Linked DNA regions of Mus musculus: regions 2 and 3 are each linked to region 1. A link is a contact called in public Hi-C data. All regions are on one chromosome and are shown on one strand. The core of a region is the stretch at or near the end of the contact, and the rest is flanking DNA. Distances in the headings are between cores, read along the strand shown.

What was found. A called contact is a pair of places that touch in the nucleus more often than the background predicts.
Region 2: a Hi-C map of embryonic fibroblasts shows a contact between it and region 1, with 3 times the contacts expected there. The contact joins two enhancer-like sites. A contact is called at or near these places in 7 of 484 Hi-C or Micro-C datasets (the C2C12 cell line, embryonic fibroblasts and uterus) and 1 of 115 datasets of contacts at active chromatin or transcription factors (astrocytes).
Region 3: a Hi-C map of erythroblasts shows a contact between it and region 1, with 5 times the contacts expected there. The contact joins two enhancer-like sites. A contact is called at or near these places in 5 of 484 Hi-C or Micro-C datasets (erythroblasts, granulocyte-monocyte progenitors, macrophages and 2 more) and 1 of 115 datasets of contacts at active chromatin or transcription factors (acute myeloid leukemia).

Annotation. Positions count from the first base shown.
Region 1 is chr5:4,529,083-4,532,316 of GRCm38.p6, reverse strand. No RefSeq gene overlaps it. Among named protein-coding and RNA genes, the nearest start is that of Fzd1, 230 kb to the left of the region's middle. Within about 2 kb of position 1,671, at least 101 of the 459 cell types and tissues checked have an H3K27ac peak or open chromatin away from gene starts, as enhancers often do. A contact at or near this core is called in the C2C12 cell line, acute myeloid leukemia, embryonic fibroblasts and 2 more, where this site is marked.
Region 2 is chr5:4,321,794-4,325,027 of GRCm38.p6, reverse strand. No RefSeq gene overlaps it. Among named protein-coding and RNA genes, the nearest start is that of Gm40261, 50 kb to the right of the region's middle. Within about 2 kb of position 1,472, at least 66 of the 459 cell types and tissues checked have an H3K27ac peak or open chromatin away from gene starts, as enhancers often do. A contact at or near this core is called in the C2C12 cell line, embryonic fibroblasts and uterus, where this site is marked.
Region 3 is chr5:4,343,403-4,346,636 of GRCm38.p6, reverse strand. No RefSeq gene overlaps it. Among named protein-coding and RNA genes, the nearest start is that of Gm40261, 72 kb to the right of the region's middle. Within about 2 kb of position 1,791, at least 23 of the 459 cell types and tissues checked have an H3K27ac peak or open chromatin away from gene starts, as enhancers often do. A contact at or near this core is called in acute myeloid leukemia and erythroblasts, where this site is marked.

The DNA.
Region 1 (3,234 bases), core at 422-2,921:
AAAAACAAGGGAGACGTTATCAATTTCTCATCTCCATGAACAAAATACTAGAGAGAACCACTTAGGAGGAGAAGTTATCTATTCTAGCTCAAGACTTGAGAACTGTGCCCATGACTACCGACTCTTTCTGGGTTTGTTGTGAGGTACACCACTACCTAATGGGAACATGCGATAGAGGAGGCTATTCGTGTCCTGGCTAACAGGAAGGAGGTGGGGAGAAGATGGAGCATCAAGCATCTACCCCCAGTAACCTACTTCCTCCAACAACGTCTCATTCACCTCCTTGAGTTCCCAGAACCTCTGATATTAGTACCGCTAAATGGAGACCAAATATACGCAACCCATAGTAAGCCTTTAGGTAGGACCCTTTACATCACACTATAACATGGGCATTATTTTATGACTAATCTTTGCTATCTTAAATTTTAATTAGAAAAAAATCATGCACTGACTGCTTAGTGATGTAATGATAAGAAGTAAAGGAACAAAATTATGTGGAAGTCATGTAATAGAATCGGGAGTCCTTACCCCTGACCAACTGAAGACTTGTATAAGATTTTCATGGTGCACAGAAAATCCATGTTATGGAAACATTCACATAACTGGTGCCAATAGCCACAGAGTAGATTAAAAGATCATCACTGGTCATGAAGATGCCAGGAGAATGATGGTCCACTGTCTACCATTAACAGAAACCATAGCAACACTGCTTGGGAAGCTTATCATAGAACACACTCTCAAACTTGTCAGGAGATATTTAAGTGCCTTGATATAAGTGGGGTTCCTATTACTGCTGCTCCCTGCTGCACAGCATGACAGACACTGTGATCTGATTCAGTCTCTCTTTTCTTTTCTTTTTGGTCCAAGGCATAAAACTGGACTCACATTTTACAACTTCCTGCCAAGTCAGCTGAAGCTAAAATGCTGAGTTCTGGCAAGTGGGGTGTGTAAAGAAGTGATGCTAAGATACTTCTCAACCTAGCCCCTAGGTCTCCTTGTAGTCCTCCATAAACTCTCTTTTTCTCCATTTATCAGCCCAGTGCAGGGAGGGACATAGCAGAAATCATGGCAGAGTCACACATCCAGAAGTCACACATCCAGAAGTCACACATCCAGAAGTCACACTGCTGGGAGGACACACAGCACCACCCATTGTTTCTTCATGTCTCTGAGTTGTGATGTCATCAAGAAGCTAACTTTTCTCAAATATCTCCTAACTATAGGTGGCTTGTTACAACAGTTATCCTGATTAACAAACAAATTTTTCCTCCCCTGTATTCAGAAAGGCTCACTGAGTACCAAGAAGCTAATTGGCCTGGCCAGTGCCAGGAAGAAACTTAATTACCATGGGTCTGGCTTCTTGCTGAATGCAGATGACACCCTCTGAATTAGGAAATTAGGGGCAAGAGGTTGAGAAATGTCTCTTGTTCCTCCCACCTTCCTGTTTTCCTTACTGAATACTAATGTGGCGTTCCTTGTGGGCCAAAGTTCTTTCCACCCACCTTTGCAACCCTGCTGTGTGCAGGGCATCTCACCCCCACTCAGCGGTTTTAGCTGAGTGAATTCAAACAGAAGGAATGTGGTGATGCAGGCAGTAATCTCAGCCCCTCGGGTTTTTTGGCTTTTCACGCAGAGCATATGTCCACAGCCAAAGCACTTAGGACTCAGCCCCTGAGTGAGGGAGGATACAGCATAAGAGGGAGGGCGACTTAAAACAGACGAAGGTTTTAAGTTCAGCCTGTGCTCAACAGTTAAATTCAATTTAGAGACTTCCCAAAAACTTTCAGAAATTACACAAGGGCCATGAGAAATCAGCTTCTTTCTTTTGTGGTTGCAGATTTAATTCTGTAGTTCAAGAAGCTGCGTCAGAGAGCTTGCACAACACTGCAAGCTGTTGCTGATGGAAAGGAAGAGGCTTCCTTCTGTGCTGTCAAATGCCTAGAGTCACTCCGCAAACGTTTAGCCCCACCCTTGTGTCAGAAATGGGTGAGTCCTGCCCCAAAGAGGACTCAAACCCTTTGGAAGCATCCATTGAAAATGCCTCAGAAAAGATGCTAATGGACGTTCTGGTCCCTCAAAGGTTAAGCTTGAAAGGCTCCTCCTTTGAAGAGAAGGCTAGTAATAAGTCTGGGGAAATACTGGGGTAAAGCCATAGGACCGGAACAGGGCTAGAGATGAAGACATGGGAGCAGGACAGGGCTAGAGATGAAGACAGTTCCAACTGGGCTCACATTTACTTTGCTGTGTGGTCAGGACAGGGCATCTAGGCACTGAGAGGATCTGCCTGATTGGGAAAATTGCTCCTTACAGACAAAAGGAAGGTTTAGAGGCAACAAGCTTTAGCAACCCCAAACTAATGTACTGGGTGTGCTGTACCTTTTTATACAGAATAATTTAAACACAAAAGCAAGAAATGTGGTTCCCATCCCATAATTAATTGTTTAGTAATGTGACTTGAACAGCCTCTTCTTCTGGTTCGCATCATGAAGAGACTATTTCATGAAAGAATAATATAAATATTTATTAATTTGAAATCCCTAACAGCTTCATTGTTTGTAATGCTATTTAAAATGGAAATCTCTATAGAATAATCCTCCCCGCAAAAAATCTGGTTATCACACAAAAATATCCAGGGGAGTTTTTTTTTTCTTACTTGCCTTTTCATCAAGATTTAATTTACATACTATAAAATGTACAGGATATGTCAATGTATTAGACATATATACTCATGTGACTATCATTATAACAACCTGAATACACTGAATAGTCACTGTCATATGAACAAGGTATGCCAAGAAGATGAACCTGCCTGGGATGGTCAATTAGTGTAGGGAAACTGGAAAGATGCCTAAAAACATAAAAAGTACTCTTAGGGTTTTACTGCTTTAAACAGGCACCATGATCAAGGCAACTCTTACAAGAACATTTAATTGGGGCTGTCTTATAGGTTCAGAGGTTCAGTCCATTATCATCCAGGTGGAAACACAGCAGCATTCAGGCAGGCATGTTGCAGGAGGAGCTGAGAGTTCTATATCTTCATCTGAAGGCTACTAGCAGAATACTGGCTTCCATACTCACTTCCGGGCAGCTAGGATGAAGGTTTTAAAGCCCATACCCACAGTGACACACCTACTTCAACAGGGCCATAACTTTTAATAGTGCCACTCCCTGGGCCGAACATACACAAATCATCCCAAGAACTTTGTTGTTTTTTAAGATTTGTGCATGCATACA
Region 2 (3,234 bases), core at 223-2,722, 210 kb after region 1:
GCAATATAGGAAGTCCTCCCGGTGCTGACTTCTGTCTTCCACATGCATGTGTGGGTGTCTTCACCCCACTCACACACATAAAAAAACATACAAAAGACCACAGTTTTATAGATAGTCACTATTTCCTTATGCTGCCTTCTAGAACATTTCATGTGTAGCATAATACCACACAGTCGGAATGCCTTTTAAATATGTGTGAAGAAAGAAATAAAATGCTCAAACAACGCTCACTAGTGAAAGAAAATCCTCCAAAAATATAAATAATAATACTGGATTTCAAATAGCTTCAGTAGAGAAAATAAAAATCGAGTTTTTGGTGTATTATTTCTCTTGGTTGCTTAATAAGATTTTGTGTTTTTGTTCAAAGCCCACAAATGACAAAGAACCAGCTGCTTAATTTAAGATTATAGCCTGTCCAGGAGTAAGTGGGGAACCTTGATTCACATAAACAAGAGACTCAAAGAGTGAGAGTTTGATGTGACGTTAAAGACATTTTAGAAAGATTTTCCCTCACCCAGGTCCACTAATGCTAGCACACTTAGACATGAGCATCAAGGGGCAGACAGATTCTCAGTTAGATGGTTTTTCTTGAGATTTTCAGTAGGTATCTGACCAGCAAAAGGTACGGAACACCTGAGAGCTCTTCATTAGTGAGATGAGCTAATCTCCAAGCATACTCCATATAGGGCAACAACAATCAGAACTTAATACACAAAACACCCAGACTGGTGCAGAGGGACTCAAAAACTACTAACTACTTTCATTGAAATGTTAAATCCAGGAACAGAAGAAGGGAAATAAGTCAATGGGTTCCTTTCTGATCATCTTTCTCTTAAGAGTTCCTCACCACTGAAATAGTGGGAACACTGTGCTAAACATGTAGTGCAGATAATTATCTAACGTAATATCCAAATATGTACATAATCTGGAGCTTCATTATTTATTAGAAAGATAGTAGAGACATAATATCTAAAATAATGAACAATTGACCTAACTAGCCTATGTTCAAATATTAGCCCTTCCATTTTCTCAATGGGTAACAACAATAAGGAAGTTATCTAATGTCTCTGTGTCTTCCTACGGTATAAAAGGAAATAATGTTAGTACTTATTTTGCAGGCACTATAAGGACTCAAATATTTGGAAAGCACTCAGCATGTTATCTGTGCCAGGAATATAATGTATCATCATCATTACTATCATTTTTATTATCATCACCAACATCATCATCATAATCAACAACAGCAGCAGCATAGAACACCACCACCTTGGACACCAGACAAGATATTATTTGTATTGGATGTCCCTAAAGAAACCTTTCAGAGTCATGGATCCTAAACGTAGGACTATCAGCATACCATTTACTGCTCAAATCTCAGCCTCAGAAATACTAGAGACACTTTGTACACTGGACCTAACATATGAGTAAGTCTGGCTCAGAGAATGCCAGGGAGACGCAAGAGAAACACTGTGTGCAAATACAGACTGAGTCATCTACAGCTCTGGGGTTAGAGTGTGCCAGCTTCTCTTGGCTTGCAGCAATGCAGATAGACTGTGGGAAGAACTTTCAGTTTGGTGGAATTTACTGTTTTATATGTGCTTTGTGGCTGTGAAATCACAGCACTTGCAGAGTTGAGAGGACATCATATATCTGCTCGTCCAACCATTTTACAGATGAGGAAACTGATCCAGAAAAGAACAGTGATGGGTCAGCATGTGGCTAGTAGGTAGTGAAGCCTCTGAAGGAAAGTCTTTTCAGAACCTTAGTGATCATGAGTCATCGTAGAATGTTCCCAGCTTCATACTATAAATCTGATTAACTAGATCCATATTTTATAAATAAGTAGCTTAAAGAGTAGGAGTACTTCACCCAGTTGAACTTCAAATTACTTTAGATCAAAGTAATGTATCTTTTTGGATATCAGACTCTTGCTTAAAAATTTATGTGCTTTAAAATTCCTGTTACAGAGAACATAAACAGTACATTGAGTTTGATCAGTCAGTGAAAAATTAATCTCAGGGGGTAAATGTTTCATCTTTCCAGGCATCGGAGAACGACATAACAAGCATTTTACTGAGTTCCATTCTGGCCCTGAAATCGTCTGTTTATGCCATGTGGATGAAGAGCTTACTGAGAAGCTGACCGTTCCTCACAAGGCCTCCCTTACAGGAAGGAGGCTACTCTGGAAACAGTCCCACCGTTCAACATCTTGCACATTTGCCATGACCCAGACATACAAACACAGCTTGCTCGTGTCTGCTTTTAACAGAAGACTCAGAGCTGGGTGAATTAGATCTCTTACCCCACTGTCTACTCTCATCCAACTTCACAAGCCCTGCATCATGTTTTATTAAGTGGACTGCTTTTCCTTTAATGCTCCATCCTGACTCCCACTCCCTTCCCTCCTAGAGCCATCCACTCCAATGCTTATAAAACCTAGGTGCTGTGGTGGTTGTCCAATTAAGGGATACCCAGGTAGCTGGGAAAGCATCATTGTATGAGATTGTGGGAACATCAGTGGGCATGACCTGGCTTTTTGAAGGACTACCAGTTAAAATTCTTAGAACATCTGTATGGGGTTGGACTTCCACTACCAATGCAAGAGGGGTTCCCCAGGTTCCTCACCAACAGTGAGTGCTAGCTGCCTTTCTTATGGGCATCTGTCTAGTAGGCAGGAATTTGTTAGTGGGCCACTCTGGGATCTCCATCTCTTAGAAACACTCATATCCTCACCTCCCCCCTTTGAAAATGAGGAGGTCTAGATTTCCATACACACCACACACAAGTCCTGAGAAACAGGAAGTGGTATCTTGGGACATACACATGCTTTTTCCCACACCAATCTGCCATATCTCAAAATATTTCTCATAGGCCTTCATTCTCTGGGGAATTGGGGTGGTGGTGGGACCCCTGGGGTTTGGGGGTGGTGCTTGGGTTGGGAGGGTGAGGGGTGTCCCATCCCTCTGAAAGCCTTTCTGGAAGTTTTTGACATCAACATTTGTGAAACTGATAGACCAGGATTGCGTTCCTGTCCTCCTCGATCCCTTTTCCCTTTCTTGCCCCCCTCCTCTCCCCAGTCTTCCTCCCCACACCATCTTCCCTTCCTTTTGCCACTGCCATCTTGCTACCTAGATCTTGAAGAGCTTTCTCTTTCTTAACTCCTCTCTCTTTTCCAGGAGAACTCTCAATGTCCTGCCTCTGAATAGGGGGCTTGGGGTGGGCAGTGGGGAAGCA
Region 3 (3,234 bases), core at 542-3,041, 190 kb after region 1:
GAGAACTTATTCTCCAAGATCAGGATCAAAACAAGGATGTCTGCTCTCACCATTGCTACTTAGTACAGTACTGAGGATCCTAGCCAAAGCAGTTACAGAAAGAGAGAGGAGACAGTAAGCAGAGAAGGGGGAAGAAATTGGAGGAAGAAAGAAATGAAGGGAAAGAGAAGAGAGAGGCAGCATCCAAACTTAAAATTATTAAGTGAGCTAACACCTATCTGAAGATCCCTTCTTCTGTGTAGGAACACACACATACACACATGTGCACACACATATGCACAAATGCACACATGCAGGCACACACACCAGACAAACAAACCATTTACAATAATGAAGTCAGCAAAGTATCAAAATATAAAATTAACACATAGAATCAGTTATATTTCTGTAAACCAACTACAAACCAAGAAAAATATAAAATAATTTAATTTAAAATACCATAAAAATTTTATTAGCCAAAGAAGTAAAGGTTTGCACAATAAAAACCATAAAACATTGTGAAAAAATTAAGGAGATATAAGAAAATGAAAACACACTTCATGCTATTCAATGCTATATATTAGAATATCAGCAGTAAAGTTCGAGTTGCGGCTCAGTGGTAGATTATTTAATGCATCAAGGCCCTGGATTTGTTCCTCGGCACCCAGCCCCAGTGCTATATGTAATCAGTGCAGTAAAATCACTGCCATGCTGAGCATGAAGGGCATGCCTTAGTCTCAGCACAGGCAGGGGGGTCTCTGTGCCTTTGACACCAGCCTTGTCAACAAAGTGAGACTTTATCTAAAGAACAGGGGGAAATGCCCATAAAGACTTTTTCAGGAACAGAAAAGCCAACCATAAAGTTCATATGGACTCTCAAGGGATGTTACAAAATGAGAATAGTCTTGAAAAAGAATGAAGCTATAGAGAAACAGCATCGAGGAGGCGTCGTTCACCCTGATTTCAAACTACATTGCAAAGTATATCATAGTAAGAAAACAGGGTACTGGCATAAAGAGAGAACACAGTCCAATGTGTCTCTCTGTAAAATCAAATAGACAGCTCACGCATTCATGGCCAATTTAACAAGGGCAGTAAGAATACTTGCTGGAAATTGGGGACAACAGTACCTGTCTATAGTCCTCCTACTCCAGAGGCTGAGGCAGGATTATCACAAGTTTGAAGACAGCCTAGGCTCCACTGTGAGTTCAAGGACAGCCTGGGCTCTTAGCCTGGGCTAACTCTTGTTCATGTGTGAGTGTGTGTGCGCGCGTGTGTGTGCATGCATAAATATATACAATGGGAAAGAAACAACTTCCTCAATAACATTTGAACTGTAAATAAATAAAATAACTAATTAATAAAAATTAAAATTGTAATTTTTTTAAAAAGGAAGAAAACTGGCTATGCACATCCAAAAGAATGAAATGGATCCTTTGTTTCATCATCTACAAAATATGAACGTGAAATGAATTGAAGACTAAACTATCACACTTGAAATAATGAAATTTCTAGAAGAAAACAAAGAGAGGGAAGTTCCTTGACTTTACTGTGGTTGCTGACTTGTAGGTATGGCCCAAACGTGCAGGCCACCAACACCAAACTGAACACGCAGGACTAAGTTCAATAGCTTCTGCACAGCAAACACCTAACAAAACGGGTCACCTGTGGGATGGGAGGAAACACCTGCCGCTCACACCCCTGTCCTGCAGTCAACACCTGAAATGTTCCAGGAGCTCATACGACTGAGCTGAGTAGCTCATGACTCAGCTAAAAATAATAAGATTATGTTCTTCTAGGAATAAGGAAATAATCAGAAGGTGTCTGAAAAGGTACTCAGTCAGGAAAGCACAAATCAAATCACACTGAGATGCCAGCAGCTGGGATAACTATAACCAAAGAGAAGAAGAAGAAAAGACAGCCAGCACTGTTGAGGGTGTGGAGGGAATGGAACACTCATACCCAGCTGGCCACAGCGTCGACCAGCACAGGAACTGTGGAAACAGTATGGTGGTTCCTCAAAGAAGGAGATGGGGCAACAGTTTGATTCAGCAATATCACATCTGGTTATCTATCCAAAGGAAATGAAGCAACTCAAGAAGAGTCCTTTACATCATGTTCATTGCAGGGTCCTTCAGTGCTCTGTGTTGTTACTGCTGTTGCTTGTTTGTTTTTGTTTTTGTTTTTGTTTGTTTGTTTTTGTTTTTTATTTTGAGCCCTGGCTGTTCTGGTACTTACTTTGTAGAACAGGCTAGCCTTGAACTCATAAAGATTCATCAAAATATTCTAGGTATGTCATCAATGGCTGAATGGATAAAGAAGAGATTTGGGTTGTCATTTTGATATAAGAAATAGAAGGAAACATTGCCATTTTAATATGTATAAACCTAGAAAACGTTATGCTAAGTGAAACAAATCAGACACAAAAAGATAACAACTGTATGATCTCTCACTGGTGTGGAGTCGGGGAAAAAATAAAACAATACCAACTCATAGAAACAGCAAACAGAATTGTAGGTCTACGGGCTAGGAAGAATTGGGAGGGGAGGGCGAATGAGATACTATATAGCAAAAGGTCCAAGCTTCTATCTACAAGATGCACACATCCTATGGATGCACTATTCAGCATGTTGGCTGTAGCTGATAATATTTATTGTATGCCTGAAATGTGCCCAGAGTAGACCTTCAAGATTCTCATCATATGTGCACAGAAATATTGATGGCATGAGGTGTTGGATGTATTAATTAGCTTGGTTATGATAGGTGATATTCATTCTCTCCACGTATCATCTATCTCCCCTACCTTCCCATTTTTCTTTCTAATCAGTGTTTTCTTTCTAATCATCATGTGGTACACCCCCCACACACACACACCCTATAGAACATTTATTTGTCCCAAGTATTTCCACAGAAAGTACAAATCTTTGCTGTGAAAGGCAGTGTATGACAGCCACCTCACTGCTCCTTTGTGGTGCTGCATTTTTAACAAAGCTTCTAGAGACTTCAAAACCCTTTGGGAGATGGACAGGAATATTTCCATAGTAATAAAAAAACAACTCACCTATCTCCCATTTTCAAATTTCTATTTATTCTTTACAACAAAGTCGTGTTTGTACCCTACAGCTGCTAATGTAACTATGAAAGTTTTGATGGCTAGCAAACCTTGTACAGTGAGGGGTGTTTTTCCAAAATGCCTGTTTATGTTGTAATTTATTTTCTTAATAAAGATCTTTCCCCTTCGGTGATATCACTTAC